Regions from separate parts of the Sus scrofa genome. Here region 1 is linked to region 2. The links are chromatin contacts, called in public HiChIP or PLAC-seq maps. All regions are on one chromosome and are shown on one strand. The core of a region is the stretch at or near the end of the contact, and the rest is flanking DNA. Distances in the headings are between cores, read along the strand shown. Region 1 holds the start of HTRA4 (serine protease HTRA4). Region 2 has its middle 36 kb from the start of PLEKHA2.

The links. HiChIP or PLAC-seq counts read pairs in DNA pulled down with a chosen protein or histone mark.
Region 1: a contact with region 2 is called in an H3K27ac HiChIP or PLAC-seq map of alveolar macrophages. The contact joins the promoter of HTRA4 here to the enhancer-like site in region 2. A contact is called at or near these places in 7 of 47 Hi-C or Micro-C datasets (embryonic fibroblasts, heart right ventricle, mesenteric adipose tissue and 3 more) and 2 of 2 datasets of contacts at active chromatin or transcription factors (alveolar macrophages and skeletal muscle).

The regions. Positions count from the first base shown.
Region 1 is chr15:47,623,831-47,627,542 of Sscrofa11.1, forward strand. HTRA4 (serine protease HTRA4) reads right to left here and starts at 2,059. Exons shown (of 10, transcript XM_021075121.1): 1 at 1,772-2,059; 2 at 1,458-1,769; 3 at 931-1,030. The coding sequence starts at 1,937. It overlaps PLEKHA2 (pleckstrin homology domain-containing family A member 2), which reads right to left. Exons shown (of 13, transcript XM_021075122.1): 13 at 2,277-3,712.
Region 2 is chr15:47,730,847-47,734,885 of Sscrofa11.1, forward strand. No RefSeq gene overlaps it. Among named protein-coding and RNA genes, the nearest start is that of PLEKHA2, 36 kb to the left of the region's middle. Within about 2 kb of position 2,740, at least 18 of the 83 cell types and tissues checked have an H3K27ac peak or open chromatin away from gene starts, as enhancers often do. A contact at or near this core is called in alveolar macrophages, mesenteric adipose tissue, omental adipose tissue and 2 more, where this site is marked.

The DNA of each region.
Region 1 (3,712 bases), core at 809-3,308, 110 kb before region 2:
GCAAGACAACAGCATAATCAGAGGGTGGGAACATCACAGCATCCAGCGCAGTCTGGAAGCACAGGAACCTCTCATTTAGCCAACATTCTTCCACCACTGCTTCCTCAGACATTTTACTTTTCCCTGTTTCCATTCTCTCCATGTGTAACTTCACTTGGTATATCAGTGCCCTGGCCACGTCTTGGAAACAGGACTGAAAGCTGATTCCAACTCTCTTTTTCTAGGAACACCCGCTTCTTATTTTTCAGCCATCTCCTTCCAGGGCCAGGGATCTAATTCAATTGGGAGACCCACACCCGCCACAGCTGCAGCAAGTGGGATCTTTTACCCAGTGCACCTGGCCAGGCATGGAACCAGCACCTCCACCCGGATGAGAGATCATTAACTCACTGCACCAAAGCAGGAATTCCAGGGATACCCTCTTCGTGAAAGCAGGTCAGAGCCACAGCCCTCTGCTTCAAGGAAAACTAACCTGATGGTCATACTGGGGACAAAAGTGGACCTAGGGCAACATTATCCAGCACCCAGGCAGGGAGGGAGTTAAAGAAGTCTGGTTCCAGCGTGGGTTCCTCTCCTAATCCGCCTTGTGACATAGGACAAATTCCTCTTGCTCGCTGGTTCTGGGATTCCCTCCACGAAAAAGAAGAGGCCGAGCAAGAGTACCATCAAGAGGCCCTCTATCACTAATATCTGACCTTGAATTTGAAGGAGAGGGGTTGCCTCGATTTGAAAGTCAGAATCTCTGTGCCTCCGCCCTTTGGCTAAACGACTAACAACTAACGGGCAATTCAACCTCTTGGAGCCGCTGGATTTCCTCACAGCGGGGTTTTTAGGACTAAACAGTGCTGGAAGAGCGGTAGAGTCGGGCCTGGAGCAGGAAGACGCTGGGAAACAACCCAAGGAGTTGACGTCTCCCTTGGCCTCCTTTACCTGCTGAACAGCTGTAAGTGGACCACCGACGGCGCCACCTTCTCCACCACCTCTGCGATGAAGTTGTACTTGCTCCTGAGCCAGCCCGCGCTTCTGGTCCCTGTGAAGAGACGCTCCGTTCTTGGGGCGGGGGACACCCTCGCTGCCTGACTGCATCAGGGGTCATCTCTCAAACTTCTCTGCCTCTCTTCTCCCTCCCCTTTCCCTCCCCTTCCTCTCTTCGGTCTCCCTCTGTATTTTCACTGCGTTCCCGTGAGACAGCGCCTTGAGGGAACCAGACCTGTCATTCCGATTGGAAAGTAATTTTAAAGGGAAGGCGACAGGCAACACCTATAGGGAGGAAATCGGGGAGCAACTACCTGGGAACCGGTAACGAGACAAGTAAGGCAGGAAGAAAATTGGGAGCTAGGAGGTGGTGAATCCCTGTGGCAATGCGGCAGGAAAGAGCCCGCGCTGGGCCACGCGATTGGAACAGGCTCCCTAAGAAAGTGCCAAGAGGGCGCCGAGAGCGCGCGTCGACCGCTCACCTGGGTCCCCACAGTCCACCTCATGCACGTGCACCGCCGGGAGCCCGCCGCGGAGACGTGCAGCGTGGTTCCTGGCGCGGAGCGCGCACAGGTTGGGGTACGTGCGCCCGTCGCTGCCGCACACCGCGGCCCCCGCCGCCGGGCAGCGGCAGGTACCGAGCCCGCTGCTGCCAAGGAGCCGCGGTGAGGGCGGCGCGAGGCACTGCAGCCCCGGGGCGCACGGCCGGCGGAGCGCGGCGCCGCAAGCCTCGCCCTCGGCCGCGGCGCAGACGCGGCAGCAGCCGCAGCGGTCAAGCACTGGCGCCGTCCCGCGGAGCAGGAGGGCAGCGGGGGGCAGCGCATTGGCTCGCAGACCGCGGGGCAGGGCGGCGCGGGCCGGACGGTCCTGGCCTCGACCCCGGCCCCAGGTGCGTGGGGCAGCAGCAGCCACAGCAGTAGGAGCTGTCTGAGCCCGGCGGGCCGCAGCAGAGTTCTGGACATTCTGCTTCCTTCCTCCTGACCCCGCTCCTCCCCACTTTCTTATGATTTTCCTCTGGACCCGCAGCTGCTCTAAGATGAGCCACACTTTCTCCGGACTGCTGTGCCGCTTCTGCCAGTCCCCAACTTTAAGGGGCAGAGTCTGGCAGTCTTCTCCACGCACCCCCTCCCCCAATCCTCCCCCAGCCGTCCCACCCCAGGAGATGAAGAGACATCCTGGCCCTTCCCCAAGCAGACAGCCACGTCGTGAAATCCCTAAAACCAAGGCCAGGGGCACACTGACAAGCCAGATCACCCACCCACGGACAGAAGGTCAGCCTTAGGAAAACACACGTTGCCGTATTGCAGTATTTCACATGGTTTTATTACAAAACAAGCAACAAAACAGTTTTAGAAAATTATTTTTTGCTACATACCAATTAGGAGATCACATAAAATGAAAAGCATAACAGTTTCCATGCACTCAGCTCAGTGTCTACAGTGAGTGCATTTCACAGCTGAAACATACTGGTTCAAAACACAAAATCATGCCACACCTTACAAGCAAGGCGGGGTGGGTGGGGGCGTCCAACAGTATGTTTTGGGGCCAAATATTCACTTTATTCAAACTCTACTCAGCATGAGTGACTGAAATTCACTACCGCAGGCAATGACAGAGACAGAGAAAAAAGAGAATAAGGGGGAAAAAAGTGACATTGGGAGAAAAAAATGTTGGACTCTTTCTCATGGGAGCTCACCATTCAAAACAGAAACAGAAGTATTTTCACCTGAGGTCTCTATTCCTCAAACACCATAGTACAATTAAGTCATCTCACAAAATGCCAAAGGCCAAACTGTGTTCACCAGCCATCAGCTGATCTTGAGCAAGCAAATTCTTAACTTTCAAGAACAGTGGACAATACAGTTCAGCTATGGGGAGACACCTGAAATTCTACTACACACAGTGGGTCAAGACTGAATTAAAAGTCTTATGAAAATAGCAAAACTCACAGTTGCCTCGTGGACTAACAGTTAAAGATTTGGCATTGTTGTCACTGCTGTGGCTCCAGTCTGGTCCCTGGTCAGGGAACTTCTGAATGCTGTAGGTGTGGCCAAAAAAATAGTAAAATAAAATGACCACAGCCACAGTTGCCTTTAAAAGTCTACTCCTAAAAAAAAAAAACCCAGCCCAATTTAGAGAATATTTTTATTCCATACATAAAAAAAGCAGTACCTTTTTTTGATTCCTCCTTCCCCCCGCTTTTTAAAACATATTTATTCCAGAGCCCAGGCACTTAACTACTAGCAGATACTGCATCTCCGTCCTGTTTTTTTCCATTTGGTTCCATTTTACACATTTAAAACCAAATGCCTTGGTTCTGCATGCACCATCTTTGACTCACATGTGTAGTGACATTAAAAAGTGGTAAGGTGAAATTAACCAGAAGGTAAGAAATATGGACACAAAAGGAATTCCGAAATAAGATTTGGGAATAAGAATGCCTTTAGGCTTCAGCAAAAGGAATTATATTTATCTGGTGTTGGAATAACATAAACAATGTATTAACTTGAAATTTCCAAGTATTTGCCAACTGGAGTCCTTGTTTTCCTTTGATCTAATACAATTTGGATTTATAAGTACATTTAATTTACTACATTCTCAAAATAGGCCTTACTGAATAAGAAACAGATCATCTTACTATAATGGCAATTAATTAGCAGAGAGTTTATTTAAAAGAGAGAGAAATGGGTAGATTTTCATACCACCAAGAGATGACATCATTCCATGAGTTAGGGAA
Region 2 (4,039 bases), core at 1,490-3,989:
CAGAGTCAGCTTACTGGTACCTTTCCCCTGCATCCCACCCTCAGGTCTAGTCCCTGCTAGATCTCCAAGCAAAGCAAGCCTTCTGTGTAGGCCCCTCCTCTGGGCTCAGAGCCCCCTTAGTGCTTCACCCTCTGACTTTCCCACCAGGCTACGGACGGACCAGGACTGGCCTTTGCATCCCTAATACTTAGCACATCATCTGGCTTGAGGAAGGTGCTTGGTGAAGGTTTGTTGAGTGAATGGAAGTTGCTGAAGACACAGCAGTAGCAGACCACATAGTGATCTCAGTAATGACTTTGGAGAATTTTTGATACAAAATCTCAGAGGGAGGAGTTCCCGTTGTGGCTCAGTGGGTTAAGAACCTGACATAATATCCTTGAGGATGCAGGTTCAATCCCTGGCCTTGGTCAGTGGTTTAAGGACTTGGCATTGTCACAATCTGGGGCATAGGTCACAGATGTAGCTCAGATCCCATGTTGTTATGCTGTAGCATAGGCTGCAGCGGCCGCTCCAGTTTGACCTCCAGCCCAGGAACTTCCATATGCTGCAGGTGCATATTGAAAAAAAAATAAAAAGAAGGGGGGACAAAAGAAACAAGGGAGAAGTGGGGAGAGAGTGCATTCCCAGGTAAAGATGAGGTGGAGGGTTTGGGGTGGGGTAGAATTACTGATATTCCCTTTAAGTCACCTGCTGTAAAATTAATTCCTCCAGCCTGTTAACCTCAAGCACGATGATAAAGGTGTGTCCAGAAGCAAACGCATGAAGCTGTTGAGGTAGAACTTTAGGCCCTGGCCTGTGGACAGAAGAGGAAGTTGGAGGGTTTGCAAAATGGGAAGTAGGAACCTTCTGAAATTACAGCACTGGTAAGAGTGGCCTCCCCCAGGCCCTTAGCTCAGCCTCCCGGCATTCAAGCTCTTCTCTCAGGCTGGGTGATAGCATCTTCTTCATTCCCTCTTGAATTGCCAGCCTTAGGTGGTGGACAAGTTGCTTGGAGGTCTGGATTCCGTGTGGTACCTGAGGACAGTAGATATCTCTGCATTTAGTATAGAAATCAACTTCAGGATTTCCCCTGTGGCTCATCAGGTAAAGAACCCAGTATATTCATTGCTGCACTATTCACAATAGCCAGGACATGGAAACAACCTAAATGTCCATCAACAGATGAATGGATTAAGAAGATGGAATACTACTCAGCCATAAAAAGAACAATATAATGCCATTTGCAGCAACACAAATGGAACAAGAGATTCTCATACTAAGTAAAGTAAGTCAGAAAGAGAAAGATAAATACCGTATGATCTCACTTATGTGTAGAACCTAAAATATGGCACAAATGACTCTATCTACAAAACAGAAACAGACTCGCAGACATAGAATACAGACTTGTGGTTGTCAAGGGGGAAGGGGAGGGATGGACTGGGAGTTTGGGGTTAGTAGATGCAAACTATTGCATTTGGAGTGGATAGGCAATGAGATCCTGCTACTGTATAGCGCAGGGAACTATATCCAATCATTTTTTATGAAATGTGATGGAGGATAATGTGAGAAAAAGAATATATGTATCTATGTACGACTGAGTCTCTTTGCTATATTCTTCTGCTGTACGCAGAAACTAATAGAACATTGTAAGTCAACTATATTAAAAAAAAAAAACCTAAGAGGAAAAAAAAACATAATGTCTGAGAGGATTTGGGTTCGATCCCTGGCCTCACTCAGTGGGTTAAGGATCCGGCATTGCTGCAAGCTGTGGTATAGGTCGTTGGTGCAGCTTGGATCCAGTGTTGCTGTGGCAGTGGTGTAGTTTGGCAGCTGCAGCTCCAATTCCACCCCTAACCTGGGAACTTCCATATGCTGCAGGTGCGGCCCGAAAAGAAAAAAAGAAATAAACTGAATAACACAAAGAAACCCATCAGTCTGCTGTAAGCTGGGGCTCCTCCCCTGCTTTTCTCCCACCCCATGACGACCTTCCTTCCCAATCAGCTAGTTTTTTCTCTTCCTATTTCCAAGGCTAGAAACCTCTAAGTTCCTTCTCCCTTGGGTCCCGACTCAGTCAATTGTCAGGAAGTGCTATTTCATTGTGCTATTTCATTCTAGAACCTGCTCTTCCCCCTTCTCTCCTGCTGCCACTATCACAGCCCAGTTGAATAACCCGAAAACAGCCTCTCCAGCATCACCCATCACACAGTACAGTCAGGTCTTGTCCACAGGCATCCTGGAAGTGCAGCTGTCCTTGACAAGCTGCACGCCGCACTCCTACACAGAACTCCCCTTTGTCTCTCATAGATGCGGCTCAGATTTTGCGTTGCTGTGGCTGTGGTGTAGGCTGGCAGCTGCAGCTCCGATTTAACCCCTATCCTGGGAATTTTCATATGCCATGGGTGCAGCCCTAAAAGGATAAAAGAAAGAAAGAAAGAAATCAACTTCAGGAGTGCCCGTGTGGCTCAGCAGGTTAAGGATCCAGCGTTGCCCCTGCTGTGGCTCAGGTTATGGCTTGGGTTTCATCCCTGGCCTAGGAACTTTTTCATGCCATGGGTGCAGTCAAAGAAAGAAAGAAATCAACTATATTTTGGAAGCTGCTTTTATACTTACAAGGCTGACTTCTATACCATAGGATCAAGTTTATATTTAAAGAACCAGATTGTGGGTGGGAAAGCCTGGTTCCTCTCTCTCCTCTGGTGAGCTGCTTGCATTTGGGCAGTTGTATTTTCAACTTCCTTCACTGACCAGGCACGGCTTATTAGGAATGTCCGCTCTGGTTCATGTCTGAACCTTTCAAGTTTACCGCATGGCTATTTCCCGTCCCCCAGTCTGTGCCTTCGCAAACTTGGACTTCCCTCCCAAGTTTTCTCTCTCTGATATCACTGTCTGTGAACTCCAGTGGCCAGGAGAGCATGATAAACAAAAGCAGCCCCCAGAGGGAGTTCCTCAGGCTCCAAATGTTTGATCTCAAAAATCTGGATGAATTTATCAGCTGAAAACACAATTGACTGAATATTTCTGGCTGATCTCTCAAGTCTCTTCACCAGTCACCCCCGGTTCTGAACATTTAGCTTCTCAGCCCTTCTCTTAGCATTTGCGGAGACACCTCCCCTGGGATAAGAGCCTAGGTTCTTCCGGGAACCAATTTAACCCCAAAGGAGCCTTAAAAAAATACATTTAATGTTTGGAGAGGCTCTCCCCTCCTTTTAACTTCTGAGCTCATTCCCTCTGGGAATAAACTGACATTTAGATTCTAGTGTGTAAGTTGTTTTTTTCTTTAGATTAGTTTTTGGGTAAACATTCCTCTGCAAATTATTTTCACATTTGGAGGCAACTTCTTTCAACCGGCCAGTCAGATTGATTCCTCTCCTGTTCCCTTTACTTACCACAGCTTGACTCTCTCTCACTCACCCACTTCCCCATTTCTCAAATTCAAACTAAGTCTACTGTTCTTGAAAATATGTCCCCAGCTTTCTGGAATTTCCATTTCTCAGGGTTATTTCTCCCCCCTGGGATGCAGCCAAAGCTGTGCCCACAAGGATGAGGGAAGCCAGCCCAGGTCAGGAACAGGGAGCCATCCCTGTTCACACACTGCAGTCAGCAGAGGCCAGGGCTGTCCTGAGAAGGGGCCTCAGGACTCACAAGTCAGGCTTATAGATTTGCAGAGGACCAGGCCCAAGACAAAGCAAAGAGGGAGTAGCTTTCTAATTATGAGATGTACAGGAGCCTGGCAGTCACAACCAGAAAAGCAGGCAAATTACATTCTCTTCCTCAGCCACAAACTTAATCACCCACAAAGTAACCACTCCTCCTCTTTTCTTCCAATATTGCCATTGAAATCTTGTCAATTTGGTGCCATTTACCTTATACAGACTCTATCTCTCCATCTCAGAACATGTCCCTTTTTCAGGGCACCATGAGGGGCCAAAGGGACTGGTTCACAACTCCAGGGGGAGGCATTCTTATAGATCAAAATAACAAGCCACTTTTTCTCAACTAACTCAGTTTTGTAAGTCAACTATATTTCAGTTAAAAAGACAAACCAGGAATTCCTGCTGTG